Regions from separate parts of the Mus musculus genome. Here regions 1, 2 and 4 are each linked to region 3. Evidence: chromatin contacts called from public Hi-C and promoter capture Hi-C data. All regions are on one chromosome and are shown on one strand. Each heading gives the region's core, a stretch centred on a gene start, on an enhancer-like site or on the middle of the called end of the contact. The rest is flanking DNA. Distances are from core to core; before and after follow the strand shown. Region 1 holds the start of Fam135a (family with sequence similarity 135, member A). Region 2 holds the start of Ube2w (ubiquitin-conjugating enzyme E2W (putative)). Region 3 holds the start of Tram2 (translocating chain-associating membrane protein 2). Region 4 holds the start of Lmbrd1 (LMBR1 domain containing 1).

What was found. Promoter capture Hi-C pulls out the DNA fragments that hold promoters and counts their contacts. A called contact is a pair of places that touch in the nucleus more often than the background predicts.
Region 1: a promoter capture Hi-C map of liver shows a contact between it and region 3, with 4 times the contacts expected there. The contact joins the promoter of Fam135a here to the promoter of Tram2 in region 3. A contact is called at or near these places in 3 of 39 promoter capture datasets (cranial neural crest, liver and maxillary cranial neural crest).
Region 2: a promoter capture Hi-C map of pre-B cells shows a contact between it and region 3. The contact joins the promoter of Ube2w here to the promoter of Tram2 in region 3. A contact is called at or near these places in 2 of 39 promoter capture datasets (cranial neural crest and pre-B cells).
Region 4: a Hi-C map of CD8 T cells shows a contact between it and region 3, with 5 times the contacts expected there. The contact joins the promoter of Lmbrd1 here to the promoter of Tram2 in region 3. A contact is called at or near these places in 1 of 39 promoter capture datasets (liver) and 2 of 484 Hi-C or Micro-C datasets (CD4 T cells and CD8 T cells).

What each region holds. Positions count from the first base shown.
Region 1 is chr1:24,098,479-24,102,610 of GRCm38.p6, reverse strand. It overlaps Fam135a (family with sequence similarity 135, member A), which reads left to right and starts at 2,270. Exons shown (of 21, transcript NM_026604.4): 1 at 2,270-2,550.
Region 2 is chr1:16,617,400-16,621,420 of GRCm38.p6, reverse strand. Ube2w (ubiquitin-conjugating enzyme E2W (putative)) reads left to right here and starts at 2,130. Exons shown (of 6, transcript NM_025773.4): 1 at 2,130-2,184. The coding sequence starts at 2,170.
Region 3 is chr1:21,077,383-21,081,275 of GRCm38.p6, reverse strand. Tram2 (translocating chain-associating membrane protein 2) reads left to right here and starts at 2,051. Exons shown (of 11, transcript NM_177409.3): 1 at 2,051-2,282. The coding sequence starts at 2,163.
Region 4 is chr1:24,676,660-24,680,364 of GRCm38.p6, reverse strand. It overlaps Lmbrd1 (LMBR1 domain containing 1), which reads right to left and starts at 1,821. Exons shown (of 16, transcript NM_026719.2): 1 at 1,549-1,821. The coding sequence starts at 1,608.

The DNA.
Region 1 (4,132 bases), core at 1,021-3,520, 3.0 Mb before region 3:
GAAAACCCATATCATCTGAGTTGCAATCCAGACGTAACTGCTTGAGCCTTTCCATACCGTGCTGTAAAAAGCACTCTGTAGTCCAATCAGTTGTGCAGTCTCAAGGTTCTCCTGGCAATGCATTATTAAAGACTATGCCACATAGATTATAAAAGTGCATTTATTGTCTATAGATTCCAATCTTCTCCTTTACTGCGTTCACTAAGTAGCAAAGTCTTCTCAGTCCTCATTATCTCCATTCAACAACGAGATGCAAGTCATGCCACTAGCTTAAAAAGAAATTCTCTCATATACTTATTGAGAAAAGGGATCACATTGTAGCTCAGGCTGCTCTCAGCCTGTCCAGTGCAGCAATTACAGGTGAGAAGCCTGAAACACAGCTGAGTGCTTTCTTTTTAACTGGAGGATTGGCATGGTCACTGTCTTATACCATTCTTTTCCCAGAGAGACCACAGCCATTAAGCCATGAAGTAACATCACAACATGATGAACTAATATATTCGCCCTTTAAACCCGAAGCTGTTGTACCCATAAAGGAAGTGCTAAACTTAGACTTCGCTTGCCTCAGTCTCATATTTGGTGTTAAAGAAATATAACTTCCCAAAAATACCTTACCATTGTGCATTGTGGACACCCATCGTAGTAGATATGACTCTGTCTGTAAAAAACAAGAGTAACTGTACCAGAAGGATCATTTATGCAAACATTATCATAAGGTGACACGGGCATTCCAATCCTGTTCAAATTTTGCCCAAAAACTGAAGAAAAGCCAGTGGTTAAATCACATTTAACACTTGGTTTCAAACGGCCTAAGGTACAAGGCCACATCACCACTGCCAAGTGGACAGAAAGGTTTCATTCATGTTTATTCTAGCAAATATACACAATATTTGCCATTTTTAACCATCTTCAAGCAGATTATCAGTGGCATCATGTTCCCTCACATTATATCTAAGAGACACCACTCTCTCCTCCTAATTCATTTTTATCACAAGCTGTGTTCTGTTCTCCCCATTCATTTTATCTTGAGCTGTGTGAAAGTGTTACAGCTCTGAGGGAAATTTTCAGCTGTTGCTGAAATTCCCAACCTTGCTTGAGTCACACACAGAAGCTTTAACGAGCTATAAAATGTCCTGCTGGTGGCCCAACTTGAGACCCATCCATGGGCAAGCACCAAACCCTGACACTATTATAAGGATACTCTGTAGGCTCCACCCAGGAGATGATTCAAACCGAAGCAGACACCCACAGCCAAATAGTGGATGGAGCGAGGGGCCTCTTATGGAAGAATAGGAGGAAAGATTGCAGTCCTGAAGGGGATAGGAACTCCACAGGAAGACCAACTAACCAGGACCCTTGGGGCTCTCAGAGACTGAACCCCCAACCAAAGAGTATACACGGGCTGGACCTAACCCCACTTCCTCCAGCATGTGTGGCTGATGTGTGGCTTGGTCTTCATGTGGGTCTTCAACAACGGGAGGGGGAGGGGAGCTACTATCCCCAAAGCAGCTCCATTTATGTGGGATATGTTTTATTAGCTGGGCTGCCTTGTCCTGCCTCAGTGGGATAGGAAGTGCCAGCCTCACAGACTCAGAGAAGGGAAGGGGGAGTGGGGGAAGGACTGTGGGAGGGGAGGGGATCTGGAAGGGGGAACCGAGCAGGATGTAAAGTAAATAAATCTTTAAAAAATGTTCTGTTCGGACAGCGGGAAAGAAGAAAATGAAGTTAATCAATGAAAGACTATGGGCTTCCGTTAATGGAATTTAAGACCTGAAAGCTTCTATTTAAGATGTCATCAATCAAGACACTAATAGATCAGCTGCACGCATGGCCACACCATGGATGGCCCCATTAGCGACTGCTGGGGCAGCACCGACCCACTGCCCTGGCAGAGGCGCGAGGGTCGGCTCTAGCCATGGCAGCAAGGAGAGAAGACGTAGATGACTTCGAGAGAAATCTCCTCAGTCTTCAACTGTCCTTTCGCATCTCTTGGGGCCCTTTAACTCTCGACCAGTGGTTCACACTATCCCCCCCCCTACCCCCAGCTCCCACCCCGGCTGGGCTCGCGCTTTTTATTGACGCAAGTCTCCCGTTCTCGCGGGAACTCGGGAGGGGCGAGCCGGGAAGGGAGAACAAATCTTCAAATCTCGGTTGGCGCCGGGGGCCCGCGGCAGCTGAGTCTCCTGGGGGGGCGGGACTTGGAGCCCAAGGGGGCGGGTCCTCGCCTCAGAGAAGGCGGGACGTTGCGGGAGGGGGAGGGGAGAGCCCCAGGGGCGGGGCCGCGGGCCGGGACCTGTTGAACGCAGGTAGCGCTCGGCGGCCCGGTTCCCTTGGGACCGACGCGACTGCGCATGCTCGCCGGCGGCTCTGGGCCGGGAGCCGAGCGCCGGAGACGAGCCGGCTCTTGGCTTTGCGGTGGTTGCGGGTGCTGCGATGGCGATGTGAGCGGGCCCGGGGCGGGATGGTGCGGACCTGGCTAAGGACGCCTACCAGCCGGACGCAGAGCTCCTCCGTCGCACAGGCGCCAGCCGAGGCCGTGCCGGTTGAGAGGTGAGCCCCTCGCTGTCCGCGCGACTCCCGGCCCCGCGACGCGGGCCAGGTCCATCTCCCCCGCGGGGCCGGACAGGAAGTGGCCTCCTCGCCTCGTCTGCCTCTGGCGCCCTGGCCTCAGTCGGAGCCGGGTCCTGGGCCCGCTGAAGGTCGGCGGGGACGCGAGGGGCGCGGCGCGCAGGCGGGTGCCCCCGGCCGGCCCTTGCCACTCGTCGTGCCCGGTGTCCCGCCGGCTCTCCGCCCCACTCCACGGTCGCCGCCTGGTCCTTCGACCCTCATTCGCTTCCACCCGCGCCCGCGCGCCCTTTGGCTCCGGGGGTCCCTCGACGTCGGTCGAGCTCTCCGCTCGGTCCAGCTCGGTCCCTCGACTGTGCATCCCCAGTCGTTAACCTCTTGGCCGTCGCCGATCAGTTTCCTCGCTGTTAGCACTATTTTCTCCTTTGGCACCTCGTTCTAGCTCTTTTGTTAGTTACTGACTTGTGGGAGGGTGGGCTTTTTGGCCTTTTGCGTTTTGTTGTTGCGTTTAAGCATCTCTTTGCTCCAGTGTCGAGCCTTGCCTTCAGAGGCCCTCACTCTCTTAACCTCTTTTGGTCCCCCCGCCTCATTGCTTTCGGTCCAGCCGCTCCTAACCACCGAACCGATTTTAGTTCTTTAATGTTGGTGTTTTGTTTTTTAAGCCATAAAACTCCTTTTTCCTATATGTGTGGATGGAACCTCTTTTTCAGTCCATATGTTTTACTTTTTATTACATCCCCGAAGAGTTGTAACAACCTCTGTTCTCTTCTGCTTTCTACGCAAGCTAGGGCTATGCCTAGTATCCCCACTGAAGCTTCCAGAGCAGTTTCTTCATCTTTCTTCACCAGAAATTCTCTAAAGAATGGCAGCTCACTTGATTGGATCTTGAATTACATGTACCAGTCATGTTATGAGAAACAAACTGGCCATTTATAAAGAGTTAAGATTTGCCAGAGGTCAGTGCTCCAGTAAATAACAGTTGACCAGGAACAAATCTGAAGTGAAATTTAACAAAAATTACTATATAAAATGTATTGATTTGTTGTTTTACGATTACGGTTGGTTACATCATTTTGAGCTTGTTCTATTTAATAAATGCGTACAGTTTTTGCGAACAAGAATAGGATAATTGCTTATCAAGAAAGAAGTATTTAATCTTTTGATTTGGGCAAAAGAACTTAATACATTTGGGAGCTTTTCTTCCCTCCATTTTGAATCCAATCTAATTGAAATGAACCTTGTGTTTCTGTTGACGATGGTGTAGTGTCACGCTCTGGAGGCATCTGCTGAGGCAGTTACTGTCAGTAAAGTTTGCCTTTGTTTTAGGGTTGAAGAACAACTGGATTATGTATTTCATTCTGGAATCTCAAAGCAGCCTGCAAACAATAAGTTCTTCCTTAAGTTATCTATGTCAGGTAGGACTTACATTGTTTTAGATTTCTATTTTAAGAAGAAAAATACCAAGGCAGGGGGAAAAAGGAGTAGTTTCTTGTTCAGAGTGGGCTTAAAATTAAAAAAGTAGAAGAACCCGGTGTAATTAAAGAACATTTCTCTTAAAAGAACTTGT
Region 2 (4,021 bases), core at 881-3,380, 4.5 Mb after region 3:
CTTTTTAAAAGATTTTCTAACTTTTACTTCATCATGGCTGAGCCTTTTTCTAACATGGTTGTGTCAATTCCTTCCCTATTGTTGGGGATTCACTTCCACTTCCCCTTTTCGTAGTATCCCACTTTAAGGGGCCATATCCACTAATAAGCCATGTTCTGGGAAAAAAATGTGAGTATCTCCATCAAATAACGGGCAGTCAAGAGCTTTAGGAACACTTATTCTCACTGAAAATAGCCTCTACATCACTCCTTGCTCCTGAGTATGTCGGCGAACAGTCTGTTATATATTTTTGCCTTTTGTTTTGCTTTCCGTACTCAGAGATCAAATCCAGGATCTCCTACATGTTAACCACAGGTTTTCCCAGTGAACTATACACCCCAGACCCTATTATGTATTAATTAAAGAATAAAGACGATAGGTAGTTATGAGCTGCTTAGAATTTCCTAGGATGTGACTTTGCCTCCCGTGAAGATCCCTTGGACACCTGTGAGGTGGAAACCTGACATTAGTTCTACTGTAAGCAACACCAAGGTGTAATTGCTTTTCTTCCTTCTGAGTACCTTGTCTAGTAGGCCATTTACTTTGATGAGGTCATAATGCCATGTTTGTAGAGTCTCCTTTGTCATTTACACCTTTGAGAAGAATCAACTTTTAAAACAACATGAACATTAGCTGGTACATTACAGCCTGAGATCACAGGGACAAAGATCTCTGGAAGGCCTGGTGGAGACTCTTTCCTGTAAGCGTACCTCATCACTGGGCTATGTGGGCACTTTGTTCCATGTTGTGATGGTAACGACATACCTGAACTGATAGCGGATATGCTTCTGGTTGAGTCCTGTACTCCAAGTCATGCAAACCCCATGGAAAAGTTCCTCCATGGTGAAGAGAAACCGTCTTGAATATTACACCACAGAAAAACTGGCAGATTTAGACATCTTTTCCTCTCTTGAACACATTTCCTTACGGATGTTCTCAGAGGAACATCGTGCTCTAGCTTAAGTGTGAGAGTGATAACCTACATCACCATTATATTTATATTTTAGAGAAATGTCTAAAAATGAAGCCAAGTCAATAAAAATAAAGATTTAAACTTTCATCCGGGTAAAGTAAAAGCCTTCTACTCAACATGCCATCCTCTCTGATTCCTTTAGAGACAGGACATGAGGTGCAAGCTTTTGGCTTCCATTTTTCGTTTGGTATTTAAGTAAACGACATCTTTGGTTCCGGAGGAGCTTTAAAAATGTGACTTCTGATAAATGCTGGCAGAACTGGTGCATTCCTAGAATAAATTCTGTATGCTCAGCGATTTCTACTCAAGCTCACTCATAGGTCGTCTGATCATGCAACTGCCCACCACAGAATAGGGTGAAGAGAAATCTAGGCATGGCAGAAGGTTTAAGTATTAAGTATTAAGTATTAAATTACGTAAACTATATTCATTATATTGAGATTTCACGGCTAGAGTCAAATTGTTAATCAAAAGTAAGACTGATGTAACAACGACTCTTATGGTATACCTGGACTTTACAATTTAGAGGGTTAGGGAACTAGAAAATTGCACACAAAAGGGAACTCCATTATTCACCCTCCTTCCCTTTCCAGCACGTTTCAAATCCAATTGTTCTTGCTTTTAAGATCACTGCTCTCAGTTTTCATTCTGTCCTATAGGGAAACCTGTGACTCTCTGCCCCTCAAAGTAGAAGCTTCCTAGGTCTGCAAATACCAGAAAGCATCTCCAGGCGAAGTTGTATCTGCCTCAGGAGCGAAAACACGGTAGGTGTAAAAAAGACATATGAAGGGGGTGGGCTGTAAATCTTACACTTGTAGCTGGAAAAACAAAATGAGATCCCCTCCCTGCCAAATGCCCGGACAGCATTGTGACCTCGGCATAACGCTTCAGTCCGACCTGGAGCAGCGCCTCCGCCAGCACTGAGGGTGGGCCCGCGTATAAATTGGCTGGGATGCAAGGTACCTAGGGAGCCCGGCCTGGCCCCGCCCCGCCCCGCCCCGGGCACCCGCGCGCTAGCCAATCGGACACGCGGGCCCCTTCCCATCGGCGACTCCACCCCCGTGCCCGGGATGTTGGGCCCCCGCGGCGTGACGCGAGCACGGCGGCTCCGCCCCCTGCGTCTCGGGCCTCGCTGGCCTTGGGGGGATGGTTTCATCATGGCGTCAATGCAGGTGAGCGGAGCTGCTGCAGCGGGGAGGGCGAGGGGGCCATCGAGACGAGGTGAGCGTCTGCGCGGGGTCGGCGTCCGAGACCTCTGGGCCTGGCTCCGGGCGACCTTCCCTGACCTCGGGGCGTCGGGGGATCGCCTGGCGGCGAGCCGAGCGGGGGTGTCGGCCGGTGGCCGCGGACAGTAGCGGCCGCGAAGTTGTGGCATAAAGGCGGCTTAGGGGGAAGAAAGGGCGAAGTTCGTCGTGCGCTTCGCGGTGGGGGCTCCGCTCCGCGCCCCTACGCGAGGATGCCTGCCGCTCGGCTCCCTGGCCACCGCCGGGATGCTTTTCCCCTCGCGCTCCCCAGCGGGGTGGAAACAGCTGTGCCCGCCGCCGTCACCCGCGGTCGGGGCGGCCGGAGACCGGCAGAGCCCCTCGCCGAGGACGGCCGCCTGCCCACGGCGCTCCGCGGCCTCTGCCCGGCCTCCCACGCGCAGCCTCGGATCGCCGGACTCATGCTCGTTCTTCTCTGATCTTCATCCGGTGCCCGGTGGGTGCCTCCTTCTATCAGCCCGCACTCTGGGCATTCCCTGGCAGCCCACGTCTCTTCTTCGAAGCCGCCCTTCGTCCCTGTCCCCAGCGTCCTGTGCTACCACAACGTGCGAGCTCGTGGGCCTGCTCCTCGGCCTCGATAGAAACTCGCCCTCTTAAATTTTTTTTTCTTGCGATGCCCCACCCTTGCGGGATTGGTAAGGCCGTGGCTCCTTTGCCTTTCTTTCCCAGACCTTTAAAACCTTAGTTTGGTAGGAGACGCCTGTTAACCTGTGCTCTGTCAGACTTGAAGGTGTTTTTTGTAGCTTCCAACTTAATGTATTCCCCCCCCCCCTTGCAAATCCAATAAAAGAAAAAATTTTCAGGCAAAGATGGCAACCACAATTGTAGTTTCTAGAGATTGCATTATCTATAGCCGGCATTTAATTTGCAGATAGGGCTAGCGGTGTTAAAGCACATAGGAAGAGAGAGTAGAACTCTTGTAGCGTGTCAGCGGAACGCTTTTTGGAGTTTTAACATCATCCTCGAGTAACATCCGCATTTTCCTTAGAATTTTTGGTTTTTGTTTCTAGAAGAATAAGCAAGATCTCGTTGTTGGCGCTTCTCTGCTAGCAATGGTTTGCATTCTTACGCATTTCCCTCCTTCCCCTGTATCTTCCTTCAATCAGCTTTCCTTATGGTATTCTTTTTGCATTTGCTTGTACTTTTGGCCTTTCCTGCAGTAGCATTCTTAGGTGAAGAGGTGTCACGAAATGGTGCAGTGAAACAAGAACAATTTCAGGAAACGTTATACTTTACTAGTCTCCCCAGAGACGTTAGAGAAGTTTCATCATTTGAGGCCAAAAAAGGAACTGTGGAACATCAGTTGACAGCAGATGGGCTATATGATTGCTTTAAGATTTTTATCTGTATTAAGACATTATTTGTTACTAACACTTGACGGTGATCTGTCTTAAGATACAGGCATTATTTAAGACTAAAAATGAAGATTAAAATCCACACTGGGATTGTATCTGGCATGAGAGCTGGTTAGCTTTTATACTTAGTTTTTGGAAAAGGCAGATTTGTTTGTAAGAGATTGCTATTTTTGGAATTTACTTTGTCTTCAGCAGTGGGGGAAAGTGCTTTTTATGCCTGTTTCTATGCCTCAGGCAGTGCTGTGGAAGAGTAGCAGCGTCTTTCTTTTGTTGGATTAGAGTGGGAACGGATCCTTTCTGTTCTAAAGTTAAATCTTGACCTTTTATATGTATCTCTTTTAAAGTATCTGATCATTTTTCCTGGAAATAGTAGCATTTTGACACAGATTTAT
Region 3 (3,893 bases), core at 802-3,301:
GGGGAGTGGTGAGAATTCTGAGATGAGCCTTTACAGGACTCTGTGGCTGAGTGAATAAGAAAGGCTGGGAATGGGCTTGCAAAACTCCTGCAAAATGCAGGATGCTGTCAATTCTTAGTATTAAGAGTGTGTATTGCAAGCACTGGGAAGTGTTTAACCCATTGTTTGTATTAAAGATGGCCTGGGCAACCTGGACTTAGAAATGGCTGTGATGGCTGAAGGAAGCTTTTGGTGCTCCCTCGGCAGTTGTCAATGTGATGCACCATCAAACATACATCTTAGAATCTTGTGTCTTATTGTTCAACTATTCTGCAAAGGGAAGAGCTATCAGCTGCAAGAGCAATGTCTAAAACATCTCTGCTTTTTCGACTGTTTTATTTATAAATGGGAGGGGTGGTGAGTTCTACTGTTTCCCATGGATTTTGGCCTCAAGTATTAAACGTTAGATTGACACCATTACATATGCGAAGGAAATTCCCACAAATCATTGACCATTAGAACATTTGTACATTGAGAGTCAAGGTGCTCCAGAGTTCTTTACAAGGCTAGGTCCGAATTTCAGAAGAGTCTTGATTGGGGAGACAGCGTAGTGAGTGATAGTCCATGCTGTGCAAATACTAGGACCTGACTTGGAATCCGCAGAACCCATGTAAAAGTTGGCCACAAGGGGCATTTCTACTGGGAGATGGGAGGAGCTAGAGGAGCAGCTAGCCTGGCCTACCTAGTGGAAAAGTCAACACAAAGAGAGACCTTGGAACAAACCAGGTGGAAGGTGAGGCCTGACACCGGAGGTCACTGGGGCGAAAATACATAAATATGTGAGCTCATGCATGTGCAGCCCCTATATGTCATAAACTGTACGCACGTGCACGCACGCACGCACGCACCGGTCTTAACTTTAAACAAAGGTTAGTCCAATATAGGCATTAATGCCCCCCGCCCCGCCCGTGGAGTTAGAAGCCCTAGGGCTGTCTGTTAAATAGTGCACAGTTTAGAATACAGGAGATAAATTTCTTTAAGGAACTTCATTCAGTTCTAGTTACCTTCAGACTGCTATTTTTGCAAACTCGTAACCGTGAAACTAATTTTAAAAAAAGAAAAGAAATTAAACAGTCCTCTGTTCATTTTGCATTTCTGTACATTTAGAAGCGATTATTTGTTCCTTCATTACTGGCAGGATTAAATCCAATATTTGCTAGTATAATTTATTTTAAAAGACCTTTTGTCCTTCCGGAAGTAATTTTGAAACTTAATATTAAATGGAAACGTTGGGTGAGGATCTTTTTTTTTTTTTTTTTTTTTTTTTATTTCTTCAGTGTTTATTCTTCCACTTCTGATCAATTAATATTGAAGGTAGTGAGCCCTGAAAAACCAATTCTGGGCAGTACCTGGCCTTTTAAGTGAAGGAGTAAAACGCGGGGTACCTGCACGCCCTTGCAAAGTAGGCTCTACTAAGGCAAGGCCTTGGGGTAGCTGCTGAAGGTTCTGAGAGGTTGAACCTACACTGTGCAATCCTTCAGACACAGGAGTAGCCATGCATTCATTTAAGATCCAGCGCAGGGCTGGGGCCAGTCCACAGGCCGGCACGAAGCTTCCCGCCCCGGGCCCTTCCTGCAGAGGAAGAAGCTGGGCGCTAGGAGTGGGATCCCGGCCCACTTCCTGTCCAGCAGCTCGGGAGCCGCTTCCTCTCAAAGCCGGAGGACAGGGCTTCCATTCCCGCGTCTCAGCGAGGTTCACGGAAGAGTGTACCCCCGGTGGAAGCCGCAAGCACCGGTAGCGAGCGCGGCACAAGGGTTAGGCGCGCCGGGCTCGCCCAGGAGGCGTGGCCGGTGGCGCTGGCCAAAGGGCTTGAGGGCGGGGCGGATGGAGGAAGGGGGTGTGGCCAGAGGCGCGCGCCTTTGCGGCCTGGGGGCGGGGCGGACGGAGGAAGGGGGTGTGGCTAGAGGCCCGCGCCTGTGCAGCCGCTGCGGGGCGAGGGCTGTGGCCGGGGGCGGTTCCGGGCGGCAGGCCGGGGCGGGGCGGGCAGAGGAAGGGGGCGGGGCCCGAAGTTGTTCCGCGCTGGGCTGCGGGGCTGGCGTGCGGACCGGGCCGGGCCGGAGAAGTTTTCGCTGGGGCTGCTGAGCGAGGGTGCGGGCCCCCGCAGGCGGTGAACGCCCGCTGCCATGGCTTTCCGTAGGAGGACGAAAAGTTACCCGCTCTTCAGCCAGGAGTTCATCATCCACAACCATGCAGACATCGGTTTCTGCTTGGTGCTCTGCGTCCTCATCGGGCTTATGTTCGAGGTGAGTAGAGCGGGGAGGGGGTGCTGCAGGGGTTGGCGGTCCTAACTCCCGTCCTCCGAGGCGCAGACAGGGATTCCCGGACCTCATCTGGGCTGGAGCGCGCCCGGCTGGGATGTCCCGCACGTTATCTGCACCTCTGGCTTTGTGCACTGTATCCACTCTGGCCTGGACCTAAGAGAGTCCAGACAGCACCCCTAACTCCTAGCTGTGCGGGCCGTGCCATGCTCTGTCGCCCCCCTTGGACACCCACCACATCCTACAACTCTATCTGAATCTCAGAAACCCATACCTGGCCTCGAACCAATTGCAGAGCTGCCTTCCTGGCCCTATGGTTGGGGTTTCCTTTCTGGCGACTTGGTGCCAATGTGGGAAACTCCTAGACCAGCTGTAATTGCACAATCCCCCCTCCTTCTCTCTAGTGGGGGCCTCCAGATCTTCTAGGCTTTTCTAGTGGAAGGGACCCTAACCCTCTCCACCTCTCTTGTGGCTTTCTGGAAGTTCTTCATCCTAACCTCTGGAGCTTGCTCCAGGTGTTCACATGTGGCCCTGGCTCCATCCCAGAGGGACCTTCTGCTACCAACCTCTCTTTAAATATGACCTAAAGGGCTAGTTTTAAGATATCCTTTGGCACTTTGAACTGTTCCTGTAGATCTGTGTGAACTGGACCCAGAGCCTCATCCCCTTTGCAGGAGCCAGTAGAGGGATACTCTCTGTGAAAGGTGATTTCCTAGTCGCTGCAGGGATGTGGGGTGGGAACAGAGAAAGGGATCCTGGATTCAGCACTGTGCTGGTGTAGGCCTCAGAGCTGTCTGTGTAAACCACTAAGGGGTCAGAATCCGAGGTCCCTACTCCAGAGTGCTGCAAAACGGTGATATTGAAAAGTGGGAAGGACTTACTATAGTATATATTGTCTCCAGAGCACCATAGGTAATAGGTGACAGTCCCATGGCTTGGGTCGCCTGGTCTTGAGAACACTCATTCCTATCCTCTCTTCTGTGTAAGTTTCCTGATCTGCATTCTACAGGGTAGTAAGAAGGTGCACCATTTAAGAGTTACTTGTCTATCCCTGCATCTACCCATATCTCCCTTATCTACCCATATCTACCCATATGTCCCTGTTACCGACTCAGGACCTATTTGGCTGAAGAACTTGTCCTCGCGCTGGGGCTGTTCTTGGGTTAGCCGGGTCTGAGCTGAATGCATGCTCGTAGCTAGGCTGTCGGGTTTGCAGGAGAGAAGCTGGGACTGGGGCTGGTGTCCACATTCTTCTGGAAATTCTGTCACTTCACTTTCTTCCTCTCCTCCACTCACATTTTCCCTCGACCTCAGTTTCCTCATCATTGAAGAAACCATTAAAACCAACCTTCCTTATGCAGTGATTTATAAAGCTTAAAGCTGAGGTTTTATCCGCAACAAAAGCCATTCTTCCAGCCAAAGAGCTAATCTGTCTCTTGCTCCTGGACCCTTGTTATTATTTAACATAGTGGCTTAATGAGAAGGCAGGGGACCTGCCCTGCTTCACGTTTGCCTCATGTCAATGTGCAGTCCTCCATTCTAAGACGCTTCTCAGTGTCATGCTCCAGTTCTTGCAGGCTAGGGCCAGATCGTCAC
Region 4 (3,705 bases), core at 572-3,071, 3.6 Mb before region 3:
TGTTTGTTTGGGGGTTTTTGTTGTTGTTTTTTGTTTTGTTTGTTTTTTGAGACAGAGTTTCTCTGTGTATCTGTGGCTGTCCTGGAACTCACTCTGTAGACCAGGCTGGCCTTGAACTCAGAAATCCACCTGCCTCTGACTCCCAAGTGCTGGGATTAAAGGCGTGTGCCACCACTGTCCGTTTAATTTTTAGTAAATCACATTTTGCACCTCGCAACAGTACTTCTCTACTGCCGGGTTGTTCCTGATTCAAGGCCACAAACTATCCAAAGGCTACTTTTCCACTGGCACTTTCTTCCAACAGTATCCTCTCCCAAGTCCTATTTCCCTTATAAAATCATATTTTCTCTTTCAATGCTTAAGATCTCTATTTCCTAACTTATGATCAGCCCCCTCTTAAAAAGCCACTTATTATTTTGTTTGTATCCTCCTAGATAAAACTACTGTATCCACAGTAAAACTACTGTGCTTTAAATGCTTTTTCATTAATCAAGATACTCCAACTCTACGTTCCTGCTGGTAACATGCTTATTTTTCACTAAACATATGGGCTGGGAAAGCCAGTGAATTCTCTCCTAGTACAGGGCTAGATAGCCTCCCTCCAGGACACAAGCTAAGCATGGCCCAGGGCAATGGGATTTGTTAAAGTGAAGGGAGCATGCCAGTACTAAGACTGAATTTAGGGTTCCTGAACATGCAAGGCAAGTGTCGTGTGCGTGTGTGTGTCTGTGTGTGTGTCTGTATCTCTGTGTGTGTGTGTGTGTGCGCGCGTGCGCGCGCTACCTGATGAAAAACTGAAAAACTTGACTACCTGAACAAACTACCCAAGGGTCAGTATAGGGAATCTGAAACACATCGGACGAGTTTCAAAATGCAAACACTAACTGACCATAGGACTGAAGTCTTTGTAGAGTGGGGAAGGATTTGACAATATGAAATGTCATAAGAGAAGCAAACTAAACGAAGTCAGAAAGTAACAACCAGGTCACTCTGAGTCACTACAGTTGGGTTTTGTGCACCCAATGATCAGAGAAGTCTGGAAAAGAAGGCACCTGAGGTCAGACAGGTAATAACCTCCCGCCTGGCCAAGCGGCTCTACAGCGTTCTAAGTGGAATGTAATACCTAGAACGTGACACTCACGTCATCAAGGCAGAATCGCACAATGGGCGCGGGGAAACAAGGGGGGGCGGGGGGGGAAGGAGGCATTTAAACAAATAAACAATTGATTCTGTCAGAGCCCAGAAGCCTGGCCCAGAGGCGGTGAGGACTCCAATTCAAGCCGTGATCACGCCTTTCTCCACCCCGAGGGTCGCTCGTCCCCAAACTCACCCGCCAGCTACATTCTCAGACAAGAGACAGAAGCTGGCTGAAGTTAGGAAGGAGACCGCGGAGGATCAGCGCCTCTTCGCCTTCCTCCGGAGACCCTCGCGGACCCAGCAGAGAGCAGGGCGGGCGAGGAGGGTCCCCGACAGGCGAGGCCAGCGCTGGCCCGCCCTCCTCCTCCTCCCACCCCCTCACCCTGGGAGAACTCGGAGCGCCTCCCCTACCAGGAGCAAGAGGCCGAAGATGCACCAGCCGATCACCAGCTCGGCCGCCGCCGCCGCCATCTTCGCTTCCGGTCCGGATAAGCCCAAAGGGGTGGGGAGGGAAGGCACGGGACGGGACGGGACGGAACGAAGAGGGACCCGGAACTGCGCAGCCTAAAGGTTAAAGGGGCGGAGGGGCAGAGCGGAGGGTTGCCAAGGAGACCCGGCCCGCGAGCGTCCCCTGGCGACCAGCCGAGCCGAGGCGGGGCGCACCCGACGCACCGTGACGTCACCACGCTGCCCGCCCACGCGCGGCCTGCGTGCCACTTGATCTTGCTGGCACTCTAGGAGCTTTACGGAGGCAGGGCTGTGTCTGTGCCTCTGAATGTAGAGTGACATTACGGGTTTTCATTGCTTCCAAAAACAAGGTTTTGATCCCATTATGCAATCAGAAGTCATCCTGGTGCAGGAATGACTCAGAATAAAAGAATGTCATCTGCCCAGATGACTTTATAATTTGCTGATGACCAGGTCACGTCATTGCTTGACGGCACTGTGCTACCACGTGATGTTTCGTTTTGTTTTGTTTTTTCCATCTGCGCGTACCTGTGAATTTCCATGATGGTTTCATACAATTAAAATGTCCGAGTCTATGAACTGTAGGTGCTAATAATATGCTCAAGTGAACAAAACAGAGATTGTTGTAAATCTTATGTGAAGCTGAGGGAAAACCTGGGATGCTTGCCTGGGTCCCGTGGTGTATTAGTGTGTATTTAAATTGAATAAACAAACCCCGGCGTGATATTTAGTTTTGATTGTGGACGTTTGTCTGTGGGCTTGATACAATGCAGAACCATCTCGGAAGACTCAGTGACAAATTGTCTCGAATACATTGTCCTGTGGGCTTGTGAGGGATTTTTTCCTTTAATTGGGCTGAGGTGAGAAGCCCCACCCTGAATGTGGGTGGTAACATTTCCACATCCCTGGACCAGAACTGAAGACTTACTTAGCATGCGTGCATAACTCATTGCTGTGTGCGCTTGACCTTGGATGTGAGTAGCCACCTCTAGTTCCTGCTGTCTATAACATCACCACAACAATGCGCTGAAACCTTGCACTGTGAACCCAATAAACACTTCCATCCTTAGGACACTAAGACACTTAGGATGCAGTCAAAACAGTTTATGGATGAACTCCATCGTCGCTATAGTTTATTCTGCTGTGATATTATTACTCACCTTGGTCTTATTTCTGACTGGAAGTCTGCAGTAGTTAAGGGTTGGGTAGAAGTGTCGAAATGAGAAGAAAGTGGAAACAGAATGTGTTTTATATGAACCGGTCCCATCAGAAACTCTCTGGTGGAAGTGTGTGTCCGTCTCTGAGATCTCATGTGTGTCCCCAAGTGCATCACCAACAAGTCATGCTTGTGCTTTACTTCTTGAGCCAATGCCTTTTAACCCTTCTGTAGTAGGCTTGCTGGTTAGAGGAGATATCAAAAACCACCTGAGACCAGTCATCCCTGTTGTCTTCAATGGCCCAAATCCTCTTTGAAAACGATCACATAATCAGTAATTTTGTGAGCACAAGCTGTTCCTCCTGAAGCTGCATTTCCCTAATTCTGCCATGGAACAAATAACTTACTTTTGCATATTTCCATAGGATTCAGATCCCATTCCACATTGGTATGAATCAGACAACACCTTTCTCTATATCGTAGTATTATGTCCATTTTCAAATAGGTTCCTTGAGACCTCTTCCATTAGGCAGTTGTCCATCACTAAGTGAAAGTACTTGAGATAATCAATTTATAAGTCTTATTATGGTTTATGATTTCAGAGGTTAGAACCCATGGTTATCCAATCTATTGCTTTGACTCATGGTGTCTTACATGGTATATTATGTAAGACTGTGTGGTAGAGAAAAACTTTACCTCATGGCAGCTGAAGAACAAAAATAGAGGAAGCGACTGAGTCCACTTGTGGTGGTTTTGTAGTTCTACCTCCTCTGTTTCCTCTCTAAAGTATCCAGACACAGCTGATACACACCAGGTTTGAAGGATGAAGCAGCATTCGGAACCAGTGGGGTCTACAGGACTCCAGTCTAGTGTGAGCAGGTGCCAGGGAGAAGGCCTTCTCCAAGGATTTTGATGAATAGCTCTCTTAGACCATCTTAGCTTGT